Linked DNA regions of Zea mays: all the other regions are linked to region 1. The links are chromatin contacts, called in public Hi-C maps. All regions are on one chromosome and are shown on one strand. The core of a region is the stretch at or near the end of the contact, and the rest is flanking DNA. Distances in the headings are between cores, read along the strand shown. Region 1 holds the start of LOC103653397 (phosphatidylinositol 3-kinase, root isoform). Region 2 holds the start of LOC100383137. Region 3 holds the start of LOC100276431. Region 4 holds the start of LOC100272276.

Region 1 (5,547 bases), core at 1,529-4,028:
ATGCGCTACAGTCCGCGGGAGGGGGGGCTCGTAGGTCATGACTGCTATGTGGCCCAAGGGGTCCGTAGGTCATGAGTAGGAATCAATCGGCACCCACGCAGTGGCTCAGTGCCAGGCGTGGTTAATGCGGTGAGTCATTTATGGCGGGTTAGTCCGAGGCTGGGCACGGGACCCACTCGAGTGGTTCCCTTTCGACACGCCCGACCTACCTTGTCAGGTTCCGCCACGCCCGATCCCGAGGCTCGATGTTGCGGGGTTCGACCAGGGGCGGGCTCTTCCAGGGTTGACGCACCTGCCTCTCCCGGCTGACTAACCGTTCCCAGCGATCAGGGGCTCTTTTCTTAACGTGCTCACTGACCAGCATGTGCCAGAAACGGGGATCATTTCCCCGACACCCGTATTGGTCAGGTTGCTTACCAGCTGTAGCTACCAACATCATGATCTATCTACCTAGTCTTCCACGTCTCTCTTTTGAAGGAAGTTGTTGGTCCCTTGACACAAGTGAGCACTGATTTGCCTGAAATATCTGACTGTCTCTAATGGCCCCCAACAGGTATTGCAACAACGTATCATCCAATGTAACAATGACACCATCCTTCAAGTCTTGATTAAATGGTCATCCTGGCCTATGGAGTTGGCTAAGTGAGAAGATGAAGGCTCTATCAAGCAAACGATCCCAGGCGCAGAGGCTTGGAGACAAGCCTCTTCTCAAGGGAGGAGTATGTCACGAAGCGGGAAGAAGGCGTTCAAGTTAATAGGCCGACACGTGCCAAGAAGCCCAGTTCCAGGGTCCATGGGCCAGAGTGGATAAATTAGTTGGTTGGTGTTTGGTCTGGGGTTTGGCTTTTCGTCTTATATTTTGGCTGGCGGAGGTGTGTGTGAAGGAAGATGATACTTGTTTACCAAGTTGGTGGCTGGCTATGTCCAGCGGGTGCGTGTGAGACAGTCTATCCGTTTAGCTTTAATCTGTAGCTGTTTCTACAGCTTCTACAATCTTTATAGAAGCTCCAACAGTCCGAACAGGTGGCTTTAATTCGAAGTGAACATGGGAAGAGTTTCCAACTCTTGGGGTTTGTTCATTTTGCTTTTAATTCATGTGGATTGGGTGAATTTAAATTGAAACAAGTCAAAATCTTTTATATATTTTTTAATCACATCCAATCTATATGAGATATAACCAGTGACGGAACCAGACCTATGGTTAGTAGGGCCCAAGCCCTACTCTTGGGCTAAGTATCCTCTAGAGGCAGCAACATGCCAGCAAGCTAAATGTGTTTCTTTTTTTCGTGCCTGCTTTTGCGTAGAAGCTATGGGACAGAATAAGTGAATCACTGTGCTATGCCTTCTAGAAAAACATTAGTTATTTCTGTTATACGTCAATCCCTCCTCACCGTTCCAATTAGCATATGAGAGAACTAGTGATGCTAGGACTCATCTTAGATAATATGTCAATGTTTTGGCAAAATTCGTTTAATTTATTTTGCCAAATTTATCTAACACGTATCATATATATATATATATATATATCTTGCCTACACCTATACAATATACCTATACAATATGAAGAGTGCTATATTTAGTTTTTACAATCCTATACTTTCGATACTTTTTAGATCATTTTATTTGATAATGTATATAATAACATAATATCATTCAATTTTAGGAAGTCTTTCGGTTGTTGACAAAAGCAACCCAAACAATCAATGAATGGATCATTAAGATGAAGATCTATATTTTTAATTAGATAACCACTTGTCTAAGTTAATTTTATGTTAAATTATAATTATTATGTTCAAATATAGTTCATATGTGCCACTATCTATGTATTGCGTGATTTAAATTTTTCAGCCTGTAAAAAAGTTAATGTTATATTAAGCCCTACATCTGAGGAGATCCTAGCTCCGCCAATAGATAGGCGGAACAAAGCTTTGTATGGATTTCTAGTTCCAAGTTACTTCACAAGAGGTGGTGCACCAGGAGCGCTGCTCGTCGCCATTCTGTCGTGTTCTGAGTTGATCGGAGTCGTTACACCAATCCAGCTCTGACGACCCCACTGCTCGTCCGCTCCCCTGAGTCCCCTCCCCGTGGCGGCCGTGTGGGCGAGGCCGACCGCCGGCGAGCGGAGTAGGCGACTGGGCGTGCGCGTGCGGCTGTGCGCCCGTGTCTGCCGCGGCACCGCCTCTCCGGTTGTACGCCAGCCACTAGCCCACCACCGCCACCCACCACCGTTGCATTCCCATCGCCGGTGCCCTGTAGTCTGCAGATCGTCGGCTCGTCGCCCGCCGGCAGCCAGCCTGACACCATTGCAGTCCATCGGCTGTGTCGCATGTTTCTTCGGGCTAAACGGACTAGGCTCTATCATCCACGTGGGCAAGTTTAACGGGTGGACTGCTAAAACAAGTGGTTGGACCAGGGAGGAGGGTTCGAGTTATTTACTATTATAGTACTGATTTTAATAGGCTTCTCTCTTAGTACTCTCATCTTAGTCCTCTATAATAGTATCTACAAGTTGATTCATCCTTCAAAATAGTATTCTAACCCCTTTTTAAACATTTTTATTTTCTTTTTTATTTCTCAGCACATAAGTTGACCCTATCGTTACTCTCGCAGGTATATAAATAACAGAAACACAAATAATCGAGGCAAAGATGCAGTAGTGCAAGATGATGAGCAACACTGCTATCTTTTGTCTGGTTGGTTGTTCAGACTGTAGCAAGGGGTAACCGTTGGCCGCACGATCACCATCTAGCAGCGTCAGTGTGCTGCTGCAATGTTTTTTTTGCTGTCGGTGTGATGCTTTATGCGAGAAAAGAGAGGAGTCGAGCCGACGATTGGGGAGCAAGGAGAGAAGAAAATAGATAGATGCAATACAGTCAATAGTGAGAAATAAAAAACAAAATGATTAGAAAAGGTTAGAGTACTATTTTTAAGGATAAATTAATTTATAAATAGAAGATTAAATTGAGAGTACCAAACGAGAGAAACCCCACAAAATCAATATTATAACAGAAAAAAGTCGGAGGGTTCGGGTCGAGGTGCTTCATCCACACCCAGCGAATCCTCGCCGCGGGAGTCACGCAACCGCCGTCTCCTCGCCGGCACGCTTCGCCGCCGCCGCCTCTCTCCTCCTCGTCTCAACCGCCGCCTGCACACGCAGAAAAGGAGGGAGAATAAGAGGATCAGCAAACCCCAAGCCCTCCACTCGTCGCCCCCTGCTGCAATCGCCCCACCCGCCTCCGCCCGCCGCCGCTTCTCCTCACCGTTCTCTTCCTTCCCAGGCCGTTCATAGCAAGCGACCGCAGACGTTTTGACTTTTGAGCGTTGTTGATACGGTCACTCTTTCCCCAGTTCCTCTCCCGCGACATCTCAGTTCTTCATCACCAAAAGATGGTCGGCGGCGGCAACGAGTTCCGTTTCTTCTTGTCCTGCGACATCAGCCACCCGCTTGCCTTCCGTGTTCTCCACGCAGGTACGTCACTACTATCTCTCTTCTCCACCTCAATTTGCTTGCCAATTCGGCCCTGATGTGCTCGCCGTGCTACCACCGGCTACAAAAACTCATCGTTTTCCAATGCTTTTCACTCAACAAATTCGCCCCCAACAGCGATCTGAATCCAATATTCCTATATTCTCATTTGCAGATTTGTAACTGCTACCATCACAGGATTTAACTGTTTGTACTGTTATTACACTGCGCTGATCTCTTTTCGGTTCTAAGTGCTTATTTGGATACCAAGGGCTAATTGTTAGAGCAACTCCAAATGAACGTGTAAACTAACCCCAAAACAGATATTAGTCAAGAATAGTGGTTTTTCTTACTCCAACAGCTCCCTCATTCTTCCCCCAAAAAATTAGCGTCCCGCATCCATAGCCTCCTCTCCCTCATATTTTGGTGTGTTCCATCCCTCCCCAATCCATTCCTCAACGCATCGGATCATCCACAGCATCTCGACGACTGTACAGATTGTGCCACATGTCACATTTAAAGGAACTGTTGGAGTACCCATCATAATTCACTCTTAATATTTTTTAGCATGCTCTTAATAATCAATTTTTGGGGTAAAATTTTTAACATCCTTTTGGAGTTGCTCTTAGCTAGCTAAAAATTAGCCAAAATTAGCTCTAGCCATCCAAACAGGGGCTAATAAGTGGGTTATTATTTAGCCTAGCCTCCAACTAATTGTTAGCTGGCTAATTTGGCCAAATTTTTAGTCTCAGCTAATAACTAGCTCTAGCTGATCCAAACATGCCTTAATTCAATGTTTATCTTCGTTCCTCCACACTACCTGTTTTCTTCTCCTTAATGCATCTCAATCCTCCACACTACCTGTTTTCTTCTCAATGCAATGGTACACAGCTTTCATGCTTATTTGAGAATACCGGTCAGCATTTTATCCCATAGGAGAAGCAAAATTTTTTATTTCTTTGTTCTATACTGCTGTAAAAAAACTTTCTTGAGTTCGCTAGTATGCATCACCATAATTAAAATGATTAATATGTTGTTCGTCTTTGTCTTACACACACAAATACACATATATATTTCACAATCGTCAAAATTTCCTGTTTCCAGAACATATCTTGTTGACCGACCAAAAAGTCCCAGAGCTCTTTGTTGAGTGCAAGCTATACATCGATGGGATCCAATTTGGGTTGCCTGTAAAAACAAGGTACATATTTTTATTTTTATATATTCTATAATTATTTAAACCAATTGACTGCACTCACCAGTTCTGTTTCTTGGAATTTCAATGCACATTTTTTCTCACGCTAGGTTGGAACCTTCTGGACCGAAATACTGTTGGAATGAGCTCATAACATTAAGTACCAAATACAGGGACCTAACATCCCTCTCGCAGCTTGCATTTACGGTATATTTCTTGGATTTGTACAATGTACACCACACATCAGTTGTTTTTTTCCCTCAAACTATGCATGAGAGCTGTATGTCATTTCATTAAAAATAAAAAGGTTACAAGAGCTAGGTGAAAACATCCCTGCAGAGTAGTTCTTAACGAAAGAAATTGTATCTTTGTGGGTATCAAGGTTGATATTTTTTTAGCAGGCATGTGGAGGGGTTCCGTGTGAGTATGATGGTTCAAAAAGTTGAGCACATATGTTTAATCTGATAAAAATATGTCATTAGATGGTTCATGCTCAACATGTTGTGTAGCTCTTTTTATGGTAGAAAGTTTAGCTTCTCATTTAAGTGGAGGCATTGATTTATTTCCACATGCACCCTGAATAAACAAATAGGATGTTTTTTCTATCAATTTTATTGGAGATCACCTTAATGGTGAATCAAATTTAATGACCTGATTATACCTTGATGGTAGTGATAACACATTATATTAGGGAAGTAACTTTGCTATGCCCAATGAGTATTGTGGTTTATGATGTTAATAAATTCAGTTCATAAGATCATTGGTGTCCAGCATGATTTATGGAGTGCTCACCTGTATGGTTTTCCTTGTGTTTTAGCTTCCTATGTTTTTTAATCTCTGATGTAGGTGTGGGATGTCTCATCTGGTGAGAACCCTGAGGTTGTCG
Region 2 (5,547 bases), core at 1,067-3,566, 420 kb before region 1:
TGTCTATATAAGCGTTTTTCTACTTTAGGTAAGATTACCCTCAGGTTTACCGTTGGATACCCAAAGGACATGCATGGTAGAGAGCCATAGTATCATTTTCGTTTGCCATTTTTTAAAGTGCTAAGAGAATCTCTCAAGCCTCCGAGCATCGACAAATTCAGCCATAAAACCATAGTTCCTAGAATAAAGTTTCTGAATTGTTAGAACATTTGATTTTAATTTAATCAGAAAATAAATCATGACCGTGAAAACAAACGTGTACAAAAAGCGAACATATATCTAAATATGTGCATCATGCCAATTAAGATTAAAACTTGATGTTGGGGAGAAGGCGAACACGCTACCCTTCGCTGATGCCTTCGTCGTCCCGCCGCACTAACGAAGACCACATCCACAAAACGCGCCCGAGCAAGCCGGAGGCGCCGATCGGATGAAGACCGGCGCGGTCCCCCTTCGTCCTCTCCATGGCAAGACGAAGGATCTGTCGAAGTATACTAGTCCCGCGCCCTTACCGCGGTCGGGAGGCCCAGGTGGGATTCGGCCCACTGTGACGGCCCCACGCGGATAAGTGTATTACAGGCCGCGTCTGTAATAGCCTTTTCCGTAATGACAGTCTGTAACCTCCACTTGTGGGAATATTCTGGGGATAAACCGGGTACTCAAGGGCAGGAACGTCTTTGGCAAGGGACGGGTGGCCGCTCGAGTACCTATAAATACCCTCGTACAGTGCCCGTGAGAGGGCAGATTAACAGAGCTATTGTCATTCCCCGTTGAACTTTGCAAACACTCTCTCCATTTTCTCGTTGGATCTACTTGCCCAGGAGAGCAAGTCCCAACACTTGATCTAGTAGAACCATGTCTAAAGATATTGGATAGAACAGTATGAAAAACATGAAGAGAAGGAGATAGTTGTATGTTTCTTGCTGACGAGAGCATAGAGCAGACGACGTCGACGTTCCAATGATAGGGATGAAGTAGCGTACACGACAGCGTAGTAGGTAGGAAGAGACGAGGTTAGATGCATTGGTTGCTGGTGTTTTTGATGGTAGCGCCCGTAGGTAGGTATTTATAGGAGAATACCACATTCAGTTCTATAAAAATAGTAACCGGTAGAGATGCACAAATCCATATTAGATAAGGATCGTACCAGATAAAGACCAGTTGATCCGATTTACACCTGATAAGGTTTCCGGAATAAACTTATCAAATAAAGATTTTGGAATAAGCGGTAAAATAAAACTGCAAAGGAAGCCACCGACGTGTAAAACTTTAGACTCCGAATTTAGCGGACCATTTACGCTCATGTTGCGTGCCCACGTCTTTTGCCCATCCGATGAGTCGAGTGAGCGTGCGTGTTCCTCCTTCTACATTTTACCTAATACATGCAAGAAAAAATAGGAAGGACTTTAAACTTTTAGTGTTTGAATCAACTAAAACTAATAGTTAATAGCTAAAATTAGCTAATAGTTCAGCTATTAGCTATTTTTGGTAAATTAGTTAATAGTTATATAGTTATTTGTTAGCTAGCTAATTCTACTAACAATTTTTAGCTAACTAAGGGCCTGTTTGAGAGAGCTTTGCTTCAAAAGTTTTAGCTTTGGTTTTCCAGTTTTACTATAAAACAACTCCATCAAATTATTAATGTGAGTTCTAGGAGCGTTTGGTTTGTATATGGACTCCAATTTATATAGTACAATTGATTTGTGCGGATTTCCTTAATTATCCTTGATGATTAGTGTGTTGTCACCAGAGAGAACGGAAGTTGTATGTTGCGTAACCAGTGGCATGGTGGGTAATTTTCGTACAGCTTCATGAGGAGATATAAAAACAGTGTTTTTGAAACACCCTCTAAGGAGCTTCATCAATTTCATGAAACGGGCCTCTAGTTTCGATTTTTTTTAAAAACTAAAGCTCGTGGAGCTGGACCTGTTTGGGTTGAAGAAGTTCGAACAAAATTGAAATTCTTGAAGTGAAGCTCTTCCAAACAGGGCCTAAGTATTAGTTCTAATACATTCAAACACTCTTTAAGTTGGGTTCGCCGGTGTCGGCGAGACTCGCGCCACAACCTCCTAGTTTCTCGGCTCCGTTAGTGTAACAAATATACGTGATATGCACGTACGGTGGTTATCGCCGCGATTTGTTAACAAATATAATTCCAATATATAAATAACAAAAGGAAACAAAAATATAGGATGTCGTTGAGGCTTGGCCCCACCGCGCCCCGACATATAAAAAGCTGCCTGCCTGCCTGGGTCGGGCCTCGCTTAAGTTCCTACTACCACATCTCACCGGGCCGCGCCGGAGCTGCTCCCTTCCGTTTCGTCCCTCTCCTTCCGGCGGCAGCTGCGTCGGCCGCGGCTGCCAACGGCCGGTATGGCGGGCCTCGAGGAGATCAAGAATGAGGCAATCGATCTGGTACGAGCAACACACATGCTTCTTCAAGCTCTCTAATTTGCAGTATTATTGCCATGTCTTCTTCTCGTCCCAACCTCCACTCTACTACCTCTGCCTCAAAGCTAGCTAAGATATATACTTTGTCCGTTTACTCTGTTAATTTTACAAAATCTACGTGCTCTTTCCGTGGATAATTAGATGACGAGCATTGTTAATAACCAAAAACCGCTTTTCTTTTTTTCTCGGAAAGAATAAAATTCTACGAACAAGTACGTCTCACTTATGATCCCTTGCTAATGATCTGTATTTGTGTGTGTGTGTGTGTGTTTTTTTTGCTTCGTTTTTTGGAGGGGAAAGAACATATACCTGGCCTCCAGTCTTCACCCAGCTCAGCGCCGCTGATACGAGTGTAAACCGTTGATTAGTGATCATCTTTCACTCATGTGATAAAGTTGCCTCAGACGCTGCTTTGTTTTGTGTACCGTTGCTTGATTCACGGGTTACAAGCTTGCGGTTTGCGTATTTTTTTTTCTCTCGCTTTTTTGCCTCTCCCTGTGATCTCCAACCACCGCACTTTTTGGGGCTGGTCGCATTAATCACTGCTGATGCTGCTCCGATCCGCTGCTAATCCGTAATAATAATTTTTCTAGACAGACGTCGCTGTTCCAGGGACTTGGATATATTTTTTTAGTTTTTCATGCTGTCTCGTACTCTGTGTTTGCTACGCATGGCAGGAGAACATCCCCGTGGAGGAGGTCTTCCAGAGTCTCAAATGCAGCAAGCTGGGCCTGTCCTCGGAGGAGGCGGAGGCGCGCCTCGCCGTCTTTGGGCCCAACAAGCTCGAGGAGAAGAAGGTGGTTGCTCCACCATTCTTTTAATTTCTGCTCATGTGTATGTGTATGTATTATGTAACAATGGCGGACCATGCGCTTGACCTTTTCTTGGCGCGCGCACGCAACGCAATGCAATGCAGGAGAGCAAGTTCCTAAAGTTCCTGGGGTTCATGTGGAACCCGCTGTCGTGGGTCATGGAGGCGGCGGCGATCATGGCGATCGCGCTCGCCAACGGGGGCGGCAAGCCGCCGGACTGGCAGGACTTCGTGGGGATCGTGTTCCTGCTGCTCCTCAACTCGTCCATCTCCTACTGGGAGGAGAGCAACGCCGGGAGCGCGGCAGAGGCGCTGATGGCCAACCTGGCGCCCAAGGCCAAGGTGCTGCGCGACGGGCGCTGGAGCGAGCAGGACGCGGCGGTGCTGGCCCCGGGGGACATCATCAGCGTCAAGCTGGGCGACATCGTCCCCGCCGACGCCCGCCTGCTCGAGGGCGACCCGCTCAAGATCGACCAGTCGGCGCTCACCGGCGAGTCGCTGCCCGTGACCAAGGGCCCCGGCGACAGCATCTACTCGGGCTCCACCTGCAAGCAGGGGGAGCTCGAGGCCGTCGTCATCGCCACCGGCGTGCACACCTTCTTCGGCAAGGCGGCGCACCTCGTGGACAGCACCAACCAGACGGGTCACTTCCAGAAGGTGCTCAAGGCCATCGGCAACTTCTGCATCGCCACCATCGCCATCGGCATCGCCGTCGAGGTCCTCGTCATGTACGCCATCCAGCACCGCGCGTACCGCGACGGCATCGACAACCTCCTCGTGCTCCTCATCGGCGGCATCCCCATCGCCATGCCCACCGTGCTCTCCGTCACCATGGCCATCGGCTCGCACCGCCTCGCCACGCAGGGCGCCATCACCAAGCGCATGACGGCCATCGAGGAGATGGCCGGCATGACCGTGCTCTGCAGCGACAAGACGGGCACGCTCACCGTCAACAAGCTCAGCGTCGACAGGGGCCTCATCGAGATCTTCGCCAAGGGGGTCGACGCCAACGGGGTCATCCTCCTCGCGGCCAGGGCCTCCAGGGTCGAGAACCAGGACGCCATCGACGCTGCCATGGTCGGCATGCTCGGCGACCCCAAGGAAGCTAGGGAAGGCATCAAGGAGGTGCATTTCCTCCCCTTCAATCCCGTCGACAAGCGCACGGCCCTCACCTACGTCAGCCTCGCCGACGGTAGCTGGCACCGTGTCAGCAAGGGTGCTCCCGAGCAGATCATGACCCTATGCAACTGCAAGGAGGATGTCGTGAACAAGGTGCACGCCATCATCCACAAGTACGCTGAGCGCGGCCTAAGGTCTCTCGCCGTCGCCACACAGGTGTTATTCTTTCTCGTTCATTGGTCTTGAACATATATATGTTCTTTGAAAAATTTCTTCTGAATGTATAAACATACCATCATATTCTTCTTGCATTGTTACAGGAAGTGCCGGAGAAGTCTAAGGACAGCCCCGGCGGCCCATGGCAGTTCGTCGCCCTGCTGCCCCTTTTCGACCCGCCGAGGCACGACAGTGCGGAAACCATCAGGAAGGCGCTCAACCTGGGCGTCAATGTCAAGATGATCACCGGTACCAGCTTCTTGTTCATGTCTATCACTGCAAGCTAAGATCAGTTTGAAAGAGTACTTGAGAGTAGATGCAGTTTTGGGGGTGGCTGAGTGAGACTGCGTGAACTGAATGAAACCTGCAGGTGACCAGCTCGCCATTGCCAAGGAGACGGGCAGGAGGCTGGGGATGGGCACCAACATGTACCCCTCCTCGGCGCTGCTCGGGCAGAGCAAAGATGAATCCATCGCCTCCATCCCCGTGGACGATCTGATCGAGAAGGCCGATGGCTTTGCCGGCGTCTTCCCCGGTAAGAGACCAGAACATACATTCAGCTCCCTGGCAGTCTTCCATTCATGAATGTTCTCATATCATAGTACATGTGTGTATATTGTTGGGGTCAGAGCACAAGTACGAGATCGTCAAGAAGCTGCAGGAGAGGAAGCACATCTGCGGGATGACCGGGGACGGCGTGAACGACGCGCCGGCGCTGAAGAAGGCGGACATCGGGATCGCCGTCGCCGACGCTACGGACGCGGCCAGGAGCGCCTCCGACATCGTGCTCACCGAACCCGGGCTCAGCGTCATCATCAGCGCCGTGCTCACGAGCCGCTCCATCTTCCAGAGGATGAAGAACTACACCGTAAGCACGTATCCATCTGACAACCGCACTAGTGCAAACGTTCCGCTCGTCTGAAACTCTCTTCTCTTGTCAGATCTACGCA
Region 3 (5,547 bases), core at 1,684-4,183, 350 kb before region 1:
TCTAACCTGATTTCCTATAACCATTTTCTGAAATTCATCACGTTCTTGTTGCAGCTTATCAATCTGAGACTTCAGAGCAGCAGTGTTTTTGGCCTCCTGGTAATTGAAAAGAATTTAGAATCCAAAAAATGGTGAAGAAACCAAAGAGTTGATACAAGGACAAACCGTTCGAGTAAGAGTGGCTAGCTCTCGATCTTTCGCTGCTAATTGAGCATCCATTCTCTCAATCTTAGCTTCCAGCCGTGAGATATCAGATTGCATCCTGAACATGGCATAACATTAATCAAGCAGCCATTAGTCAATCACAAGCAGCATTGGTAAATTCTCGAAACGATGCAGTCAATTGCATTAATGTATCTACTCAATTGAATGGCATGAACGTATAATGGAATGAAGCAAACAACTGACTTCTGTTCATTTACACCAAAACCCAAAAATATTCTGGCAGAACTGTCCAAATGCTGCAATCAACTGAATTGACCTCCTCACCTAAACTGATACAGCATGCATGAACATAGGAAAGAGCCAATAACAAAATCATGGGTATGATGATCTAATACTGACTCATGGCAAGCAAACAATGCCCTGCAGTACATCAGCACTGTGAAGGAATGGGCTCTGGACAAATAGTACCATGCAGGTGCAACTAATGATGTTAGGTGCACCTAATTACAAGATAGACATATTTCACAAGTCTGCAGGTTTGTACTGGTCTATTTTGGACCCTTCTCTATCTTCTTAACTTAATAGGACGCACGAGCGACAAAATTCCACCAACAGGACCGTAGAGGAAACAGGAATGTTGAAAGGGCATAAAAGGAAGGTAGATGAAAAAGGACAAAGGGTTGGCTCATGGCACAAAGTGGGAGGGTTGGCCCATGTTACCTGTTGGTGGTGACAGGGTTGGCTCATGGCACAAAGTGATTGCGTGATGTCAAGGAAAACAGTATTCCATAATTGTCTGGTCTACTTTTGATCGAAAGGTAGAGCCAAAGAATTGCACTCTGAAAGTTAAACTTCACAGGCAAGCAAAATCAAGACTCAACCAGCAACAAACACTGAAAGAAAGTAATAACAATAATGTTATATTAACTCAAAATTATTAATATAGTTAAGCCGCATTTCACTATGTCTGAGATAGAATAGTGGGTTGGCTCAGTAGGAAAAGAAAAAGAACATCGGGTACAAAATATGATGAACCTGCAATGGATAATTTAATCAAATGTATTATTACTTAGCACTTTAGCTGAGTGGACAACAAAAAATTACCTCAATTTCTCAGGGCTTTCCTCCTTACAAGTCTATACCCTATGAGGTTATGACACTGAAGTTTGGCAAGATTCTTCAACATGCAATTCTTTTGGACCAGGCATATTTCAGGTTTCATAACATGAGCCTCTAACTTATACTCTTATTGCTAATTAATACAGATAGGTGATTGTGATTCAATCAACTATCATCATCATGCCCTAGGTGAAAAAATAAACATGAATGGCAACAATAATGTCATGTGAGAAGCATAACCAGCATCTATCACTACCAACCAGTACTAAGTTTAGTGATGCAGCTACATGTCTAAGAGTGTGTCACTAATCAGTGCTACCTTCCAGATCAGGTGAAAATTCACAGTTAACAAATTGACACTGGCTAAGAACATCGGGATTGCAACATGAAATAGAAAGGGAAGAAATGGCACGCACCGCTGCCGCTGGTCATTTGTAGACTCCCTGAACTCAATGTCCCTCTGTCGCTGCTGCAGCAGCGCATAGATGCAGTTACAAGTTCTTGCAATCGAGACCTGCATAACAGAACCCAAAAAAGGTGTGGTAAGTTTTAAAAAAAGCACATGGAGGAACCTTAAAGCCCTCCGCATATATTGATCCCCAAATTTCAAAAGAAGTTGCCCTGCACTACCAGTGCGCGCAGAACACAAAATTCAGAATGTAATTAAAAAAATAACAAGTGACAACATATCAGAAGATCTGATAAGGGACAAGGTAACAATAACAGTAGCATTCCTACTGGATAAATAACAAAATGATTGCTGGAAAAAAAACACGGACAAAACGCAAATGGCAACCCAGATAAAGACAATGGAAGATGTAAATAGAGAGGTAGAGAGGGGAAAAATTAAGCAGGTACGAGTATAACAGAACGATCGACGAATTGGCCTCGAAAATTTGTTTTTTAAGGAATGGCGACAAGATGAATAAATCCCTTAAACCCCGAAAATCATAAGCAAACAAACCCCCGCGACCGAAATGAATACATAAACGTGAAGCAGCTGCGAGCCGGGGGAGAGAGGGAAGAGGAAGGACCGGATCGGTGGCGAAGAGGTCGAGAGATGCCGGGAATCCGAAGGTGACGAGCGTCTGGTTCAGGTACCGGGCGCAGTGCTCCAGGTTCTCCGCGTTTGCGAACGCGCCCCCGTCGCTGCTGCACAAGCAGCCACGCCGCAAACCACTGACATCAGAATCAAACCCCCTCGAACTCGAACCCAAGAGGGAAATTGGCGCTCACCTCATGCTGGCGTGCGACGGCGGCGGCTGCAACTGATGCGACGAGGCCTGCATTGGAAGGAGGAAGTTAGAGGCGGCCAAGGGAGGACGGCGGATCTGGGGCTAGCCGGCTGGGGGTAGGGTTTACCCGGAGATCGAAACGCGCCGACGAGGACATCCGCCACAACGCGCTCGAGAGAGTGAGGACAGGGAGAGGGGGATAGAGATCTGGGAGTCGATGGGGGGATGGGGATGGATGATGAATTGACGACGGCGAGTACAGTTGGGTCGAGAGAGCGATTTGAAATGGTTGCGAGTGGGGAGTGGGAGGACGGGGACGGTGTGGACTGCCGGGCTGGGAAGGGCAGGCCGGCAACGGTAAGGTAGGGCCGCGATGTCTGTGGCACGAATGGTCACACACACAGATCTGATCTCGAGAGAGGGACTGCTTCTGCTGGACCCAACTACCCATTGATAGTGTGGGCCATAAGCACGTGACAGCTTTGGCTAGATGCAATGGCGGATTGGCGGTGGTCATTACGCCATCTCCGGTGCGATAGGCTGTGTAAAGTATTGTTTTGCACGGTATATTACTATATTTACAAGATTACAGTTTAAAACATGAAACCATATTTATAAGATTACAATTTAAAATATGAAGTGAGATAGAGACTGAAATAGAAAGTCTGCCGAAGTAGTCTTATTGTTTGTTCTTCGTTTGGTAGGCCGACATACAAACGAGGCCAAGATTAAGTGAAACATATATTGTCACAAATTTTAGGGTGTGTTTGATTGCGCGATAGTTAGGACAGGGATGTCCCCTGGCGTTTTCTCTTGTCCCTCCAATTTGAGAGACAATTGGGGACAATACTAATCCCAACCTTTGACCTTGAACTAAACAACATTATTTGAGGGATTGTCTCATCCCGTCTCGTCCTGTCATTGCAACCAAACGCACTATTAGTCACCAGCCCATTTTTAGATCAAGAACCAATCTAGAAGGCAGCTCATCTGGACTCGTTCAAGGACAACCATTGAATGAAGGGAATTAAAAAAGATGGGTTTATTTCTCGCCTAGCTAAAACGAACTGCTCTAGCAGATGGACCGAATTTTAAGCCGGGTTAATTCAGTCCACCTTGAATGAGGCCCAGAATGTCGTTTCGGCCGAAACAAACACCTAAGTATTTCTCTATATGTTGTACAAAACATTCTTTTGTACTTTAAACTAGGGCTGGAAAATAAGCTTGAGGCTCGCGAGCCGGCTCGAGCTCGAAGTGGCTCGGCTCGAAGCGGCTCGCGAGCCTCGAACGAGCTGAGTCGAGCTCATTTTTTATCACACCCGGTTTTAAGGAACAAAGTCGGGTGCATCTCATACATGCGCCAAAGAAGACAACATATATAATAACAGATTGTATAGAGATAAATGTCACAATAATCAGAGTATTTATTACATAGCGGAAGTCTTACAAAATAGAAGATAATATAACAGGATCTAAAATCCATCCTTGGCGCCAGAAAGTCAACTGGGAGACGACACCTAGATCGAATCGAACTCCTCGCCTTGTGGCTCCTCCTGAACCACCTGTTCTTCTCCTGTGGGGGTGTGAGACAGCAAGAGTGAGCTCACATACGTTCATAGCTCAACAAGTCGTGAGGAATAATGTGCATGAACTCACCAAAGGTGGGAGTTCATGTGAAGTGTAAGGCTAATCAACAAAATAGAGGCTGAAGCTGAGCATTGCTTTTATAAGTTGGTCAAAATTTTATTAGCAATTACTAAGTGTAAGTAAATACCAAACCTTAATAATAATAAAGAAAAGTAATAGTAAAATAATCTCAAATGCGATGCAAATGTCAAATTAAATTTAAGTTCCATAAATGTCGGCGTTTCGACCCCGGGGGGTCCCTGGACCGACGAGTAAATTGTCGCCGCGTGCCCCAGCCCAGATGGGTCGACGCGAGACGGAGCGCGAAGGGGGGAAGAAAGCCGGAGGGAGACAGGCGTAAAAGGGGAAACCCGCGGCCTTCGTGTTTGTCCCGCGCCCAGGTCGGGTGCGCTTGCAGTAGGGGGTTACAAGCGTCCACGCGGGAGGGAGCGAGAGGCTTACGCGAGCGTCGTCCCGTCCTCCCCCGCGCGACCAACCTCCTGTAAGAGGGCCCTGGACCTTCCTTTTATAGGCGTAAGGAGGGGGTCCAGGTGTACAATTGGGAGGCGTAGCAGTGTGCTAACGTGTCTAGCAGAGAGGAGCTAGTGCCCTAAGTATATGCCGTCGTGGCAGCCGGAGAGGTTTTGGCACCCTGTTCGTGTGGTGTCGTGGCCGTCGAAGGAGCGCTGGAGCCTGGCGGAAGGACAGCTGTCGGGGCTGTCGAGTCCTTGCTGACGTCTCCTTGCTTCCGTCAGGGGGCTGAGAGCCGCCGTCGTCATGGAGCATGCGGGACGCCATCATTACTTGTTTATCGGGGCGAGCCTGATGGGACGCCGGTCTTGTTCCCCGTAGCCTGAGTTAGCTTGGGGTAGGGTAATGATGGCGCCTCCTGTGACGTGGTCGGTCCGAGCCCTGGGTTGGGCGAGGCGGAGGCTCCTCCGAGGTCGAGGTCGAGTCTGTCTTCCGAGGTCGGGGTCGAGTCCGAGCCCTTGGTCGGGCGAGGCGGAGTTCGTCGTCTTCTGGGGCCGAGGCCGAGTCCGAGCCCTGGGTCGGGCGAGGCAGAGTTCGTCGTCTTCCGGGGCCGAGGCCGAGTCCGAGCCCTAGGTCGGGCGAGGCGGAGTTCGTCGTCTTCCGGGGCCGAGCCCGAGTCCGAGCCCTAGGTCGGGCGAGGCGGAGTTCGTCGTCTTCTGGGGCCGAGCCCGAGTCCGAGCCCTGGGTCGGGCGAGGTGGAGTTCGTCGTCTTCCGGGACCGAGCCCAAGTCCGAGCCCTGGGTCGGGCGAGGCGGAGTTTCCTATGGCGCCCGAGGCCGGACTTGGCTGCTGTCAGCCTCACTCTGTCGAGTGGCACAGCAGTCGGAGTGGCGCAGGCGGCGCTGTCCTCTTGTCAGGCCGGTCAGTGGAG
Region 4 (5,547 bases), core at 1,142-3,641, 330 kb after region 1:
AAAGGAAGAAAATCGCGCACTGTTCACTATCCGGTGGTGCACCGGACTGTCCGGTGCGCCCATGAACAGAAGGCAACCAGAGCCTTCCAAATGGAACTCAAACGACTCCTAGCTGCCTTGGGGATATAAAAGGGAGCCCTAGGCACATGGAGCAGCACACTAAGCACTCTTTGAACATCCAACAACACCGAGACATCGAATTCATGCCTTTGCTTTAGTAGATTGAGATTTGGGCACTTGTTTTGTGTTGTAACTCCGCTGTGTTGTCTTTGTGCTCTTCTCTCTCGCTTTGTGTGCGTGAGCCGCTGCAAGTTTTTCTCGTGTGTGTGGTTCTATTCTCTCCTTACTCTTATGGTTTAATTGTGATCAATTGTGTAAGGGTGAGAGACTCCAAATTGTGGAGATTCCTCACAAAGGGAACACTTGAGAGGAAGAAAACTGGGGTACTCAAGTTTGATCTTTGGATCACTTGAGAGGGATTGAGTGCAATCCTTGACCGAAGGAGGTCACCACAACGTGGAGTAGACATTGGTCGAACCACGGGATAAAATCACCGTGTCACTTGTGCATCTTTCTATTGTGATTGCTTTCTTCCATAGAGTTCTCACTTGTTCACTTACGCTATTGTTCCTAAGTTCAATACATATCCTAAAGGAACAATGAAGTGAAGAGTTCTCTTCTATCTATTCATATCACCTTGGTTTTAATCCCACTAACATCTATTGTAAACCAAGTTTGTGTTGTTTAGACTTGATTTTTACAGGATTACCTATTCACCCCCCATCTAGGTGCTCTCACCCTCTCCCCAACGGTCACCAAGACCAACGAGTGTTCCTTCTTTATTGTCAACAAAAGACTGAAGTCTCTGCAAGGCCAACCACAAAGATAAGGGGCTCTTGCTAGCTTTACAATGAATTTGAGTCAATAGTCCACGTTCAAATGAACACAAGAGGTAGCACACACTTTATCTTAATGATTCTCACAAGGCACTATCGCTAAACACACATGAGTAGCTCTTTCTTGCTTGATCTCTCTTTTGTGACACTTGTTAGGCTTTGATGTGTATAAAAGTGTTGTTCTAGTACATTTAAATGAATTCCCAACTCTTGTGTATGATATAGATCAAAGAATCCCCTAAATGGGCTGGTTGGGGTGGCTTTTATAGCCCTCAACCAACCATGTAGCCGTTATGGCTCATCTGCTAAAATCTGCACTAGCGGACGGTCTGCGACCCTCCAACGACCGAATCTGACATTACAACGGTTATGTCTGACAACCCAACGGCTAGATCAACGGTTGTCTGCCCTCAGTGACGACACATGAACGATCTTCCCTTAGTCTCGGACGATCCGCGCTAGCTCTAAAGATCCTTTTGCTCAACTTGTCACCTTCGGGCTGAAGCAAATCAACACATGAGGACTGTCCGTGAATTATAGTCGGACGATCCGCGGTTTATAACCAGACGGTCCACGAGAAGGGACCAGACGGTCCGAGCACATGTGAATTTTCAAAAAAGAGCTCCTGTCTGGAATAATCTATGTTATTCCAGACAATCCACATTAGGGGCTCGGACGGTCCGCACTTGGCGATTTCAGAACTTGTGTTCCGGACTTGTCGTTGATCTTTAAACTATCTTCTCCAAGTTGCTTTGGCTGAACTTTGAGAGAGATCCTATGACTTAGACAAATATATCTAGTGACTTTCCAACTAGTCTAAGTCATGGATATTGGAAATTTTAATTCTGTAAATCATATTCCTTCTTTTGCTCAAACTAGCTCCAAACATAGAGATGTTGATTTCAAGCTTTCCAACCTCTCTAGATGTACCAAATAGGTTCCTAGGGTTATTTAGAACTTATCCAAAGCATAGAACTATTGGTACTTTATCTATTCCATGTTTTATCCCTATTTGGTTGGATCTGAGCTGATTGTGACTTAGAAACTTAAACGGTTGAACTTGTGAACATGTGAATCAAAGACTAGGCAAACTAGTTAGTCTGAATGGTTGTGATAGTCATCAAGCACCAAAACCGATAAAGGAAATGAAATATTAGATCTAGTGCATTCAAACACCCCTTACCCTAAGGATTGAATCTGTTTGTTTCAGCTTTTTTTTGCTGATTCTGGCCACTGGAAGCTACTGTGGACTGCCAAACGCCCAAATTTTAGTCTGCTTCTATAAGAATCGCTGAAATCTAAACTGTCCAAAATCAACATGAACACATAATCGACCAAGTCTCGTAATAGTAAAATCCATTACTTTCTAGATCCTAAATTCTATAGTACTTAGATTGTTCGTACAACCAAATTATCATAGAAGCCCGCCACATAAAACCTGAAACAAACAGGCTCATATATCCGGTTTATAGATCATTGCCGGTAAAGACACGATGAACTGGGCTTGATCGGGGTAGCGCTGGACCTTTTTCGGGCCGTCCAGCAGCTATGGCCCATCTATACCTTTGCCCTTCCCCGGTCCTCTCCACTTTCCGGCCTCCGCTTCCCATCCCGATCAGCCTGCCGCAGTGCCGCTCCTTCCCTCCCTCTACCCGTCGCCGCTGCTGCCATGGACGAAGTCGTCAGCCAGGTAGCCATCCGCCCACCTCTTCTCAACCCGCCCCTCTCTGTGCTTGCTCTCTCTGAGCGGGGGATGCGTGCTGCTTTTGGTGGCTGCAGATTTTGGAGAAGCAAGTGCTGTCTGCCGCGAAGGCGGTGGAGGACAAGCTCGATGAGGAGATCGCCGCGCTCGATCGCCTCGATCCGGACGACATCGAGGCGCTCCGCGAGCGCCGGATCCAGCAGATGCGCCGCGCCGCCGAGCGCCGCGCCAAGTGGCGTGCGCTGGGGCACGGGGAGTACACCGAGGTCCCCGAGAAGGAGTTCTTCTCCATCGCCAAGGCTAGCGAGCGGCTCGTCTGCCACTTCTACCGCGACAACTGGCCCTGCAAGGTGCCGCTTCTCTCTCATTCTCACTGTTGTGGTATGATTGGCGCAGTTAGATGCAGATAAAAAGGGCAGACCTTGGTTGACCAAGGCAAGCCTTTCGGCAAATGTTGAGAGTCTGTTTGGAACCAGCAAATGTGGAGATTTAGTGAGAATGCTGTCACCACTGCATCGGATCTGCCCTTCGTCGCAGTTAGATGCACATCTTGTGGTAAATTGGCCTTTTGTTATGAATGGTGTTTCGTACAATCGTACTCTTTTTTTATCAAGATAATATCTTTTCATACTGGTCCTAGTATCTTACCTTTTCTCAGCATGCGTTGGACTGCTAAAATTTATGTTGTATCTGCAAGATTTAGTGCCAGCGCCCCATTGATATAGCTCTATAGACTAGTTTTGACGTTTTAATTTTCTATTGTCCTCGTTATGTTGACACTCCACTTAGATTGCTCCAGAATGGAACCTAGGCACATTCCTTTCCAGTTCATATACATTTCATCATTATGTTTTCACTCAGTTCAGTGGCAAAAGCAGAGACTCAGTTTTTTCCTTGTTTTGGTTTGGGTTGTGGGGGGGGGGGGGGGGAGGGGGGAGGTGGGCACTGTCAACTTAAAAATAGTACAGTAGTTATTTTATTTTTGCACAATCATACATGGGATACCCTAGAGAACCACACCATACTTGCTCTGGGAGTATTTGGATATTGCTTTCCTATTTCCACATTTACTTACACGAATAGGCCTGATCTTGTCCGGGAGAGGTTCGTACATCCCATTTTGTTGGTCAACTTCACTTACTGCCACATTGGATGCTTTCTTGTACATGTATTGATATATGTTGGTTTATTTGTTAAAAATCTCGTTATTTCCCTCTAAATACCAGAAAAGTGATCTGTGAAGATTTAACAATATAGATCATATTGTTGTTCTTCGATCTCCTGCCTCATTCTGCAATCTGCACCATGCCAGTATGGCACTACTTAAGTAACATTGCCAAAAGACTAGGGTACCACAGCAATGCAGTTTGTGGCTGATGTTCCACTACCAAATGGAGTGCTGATTTCCCAGCCATTGACATGCTATTCGTGCTTTCGTTTTCCCCTAACTAACTCATTTGAGTGAATATGCGGACCTTGCCTGTGTTCTTATTGGTTGCTGCTGGCACCTCTCAGGCTCTTACTTTGTTTAACATTTTTTTCTGAATTGGTTGATATTTCCAAGGCAACATAATCGAAAAGTTTGCACACATCTTTGTGTGGGGCAAAGGGGCCATAAAAAACATTGACGAGCATGCTAGAGCCACATGCTTAGATTGTCAGGTGGTTAACTCTTATGATGGGTACCTAGCAGTAGAGTATGAGGCCATAAGTCAATCCTAAATTCTCCTCCAAAACAAAGATACGAAGTGCTGCTTTTGTATTTTTTAAGGAAAATTTACATTTTACATCCCTTGAACTTTTAATTTACATTAACTATGAAATAGTCTAATTGACAGGCCTCAACTATCAAATATTTTACTTTACTCTGTAGACCTGAAACAACTAGGACACACACTTAGGTCTTGGATGCACTTGTACCTATCTCAGTCCACATGCAATCTATTCCCGTCCTTTCCATCCACTGTAATTTCGATCTTAGGGGAGTGGTGTTATGTGGGAACAGGCCTACAACCAATGCATGAAGACCAGCTCATCAACTAACATCTAGAATCGAGACATAAGATATGTCCCATTGTGTTCTGTATATGGGGGAGTGGGCATTCCTTGATGAATAAAGAAAGGCAAGCAAAAGTCGGTACCTTACCCTGCGTCTCCGTTCCATGATCCTAGCACTAGGGAGGCAAGGATTATCAAGCATAGCAGCTGGTCTACGACACCCTCCTTAAGGTCATAACCTCACAACAAATGGTGCAGATTGCAATGGTTGGGATTTCTTGCAAGATTCAAGTAGTTTTTTTTTGTTCGAACTTTCAATTCTTTTTTTATTGGGGTCGTACAATGTTAAAGCTAATGTTCCTTTGTTCTGTATTTGTTGTCGTCTTTCTATAATCCTATCGATACATTTATCATCCGTTCATTGTATCCATGTCCCTCTCCTGACCTGCAACAGGTCGTGGACAAGCACTTGTCGGCTCTGGCAAAACAGCACGTGGAGACACGGTTCGTGAAGGTCCACGCCGAGAAGGCCCCCTTTCTGACAGAGAAGCTCAGGATAGTCGTCCTCCCGACCCTCGCCATAGTTAAGAACGCCAAGGTCGAGGACTACGTGGTAAGCGAAACGACACTCCTCCTGCTAGTGATTCCTTAGCGCTGTATCTATAGCTCGACAATACAAGTACAGCCATCTTATTTTTCCTTCTGGTATCGCAAAGGTCGGCTTCGACGAGCTCGGCGGCAAGGACGACTTCAGCACCGAGGACCTGGAAGAGCGCCTGGCGAGGTCCCAGGTCGTCTTCCTGGACGGCGAAGGGTCCGCGCACGCTTCGAAGCAGGCCGCCGCCGCCACCAAACGGAGCGTCCGGCAGTCGGGCACCGGCGACTCGTCCGACTCCGAGTAGCTCTCGTGTGTTGTTGTTGTTGTTATTATTATATATATCTAAATGGGTA

What was found. A called contact is a pair of places that touch in the nucleus more often than the background predicts.
Region 2: a contact with region 1 is called in a Hi-C map of ear, with 2.1 times the contacts expected there. The contact joins the promoter of LOC100383137 here to the promoter of LOC103653397 in region 1. A contact is called at or near these places in 4 of 25 Hi-C or Micro-C datasets (ear, endosperm, root tip and 1 more).
Region 3: a Hi-C map of tassel shows a contact between it and region 1, with 2.9 times the contacts expected there. The contact joins the promoter of LOC100276431 here to the promoter of LOC103653397 in region 1. A contact is called at or near these places in 5 of 25 Hi-C or Micro-C datasets (ear, endosperm, leaf and 1 more).
Region 4: a Hi-C map of leaf shows a contact between it and region 1, with 9 times the contacts expected there. The contact joins the promoter of LOC100272276 here to the promoter of LOC103653397 in region 1. A contact is called at or near these places in 6 of 25 Hi-C or Micro-C datasets (bundle sheath, ear, endosperm and 2 more).

Annotation. Positions count from the first base shown.
Region 1 is chr4:74,536,111-74,541,657 of Zm-B73-REFERENCE-NAM-5.0, forward strand. It overlaps LOC103653397 (phosphatidylinositol 3-kinase, root isoform), which reads left to right and starts at 2,779. Exons shown (of 18, transcript XM_008680312.3): 1 at 2,779-3,469; 2 at 4,571-4,667; 3 at 4,772-4,868; 4 at 5,508-5,547. The coding sequence starts at 3,388.
Region 2 is chr4:74,112,034-74,117,580 of Zm-B73-REFERENCE-NAM-5.0, forward strand. LOC100383137 reads left to right here and starts at 2,317. Exons shown (of 11, transcript NM_001175803.1): 1 at 2,317-2,415; 2 at 3,129-3,248; 3 at 3,368-4,597; 4 at 4,702-4,846; 5 at 4,968-5,132; 6 at 5,227-5,465; 7 at 5,539-5,547. The coding sequence starts at 2,374.
Region 3 is chr4:74,181,458-74,187,004 of Zm-B73-REFERENCE-NAM-5.0, forward strand. LOC100276431 reads right to left here and starts at 2,934. Exons shown (of 15, transcript NM_001312878.1): 1 at 2,647-2,934; 2 at 2,521-2,567; 3 at 2,319-2,433; 4 at 1,701-1,798; 5 at 166-262; 6 at 7-96. The coding sequence starts at 2,676.
Region 4 is chr4:74,868,262-74,873,808 of Zm-B73-REFERENCE-NAM-5.0, forward strand. It overlaps LOC100272276, which reads left to right and starts at 2,392. Exons shown (of 4, transcript XM_020552559.3): 1 at 2,392-2,586; 2 at 2,676-2,948; 3 at 5,051-5,209; 4 at 5,313-5,547. The coding sequence starts at 2,566. The coding sequence ends at 5,498.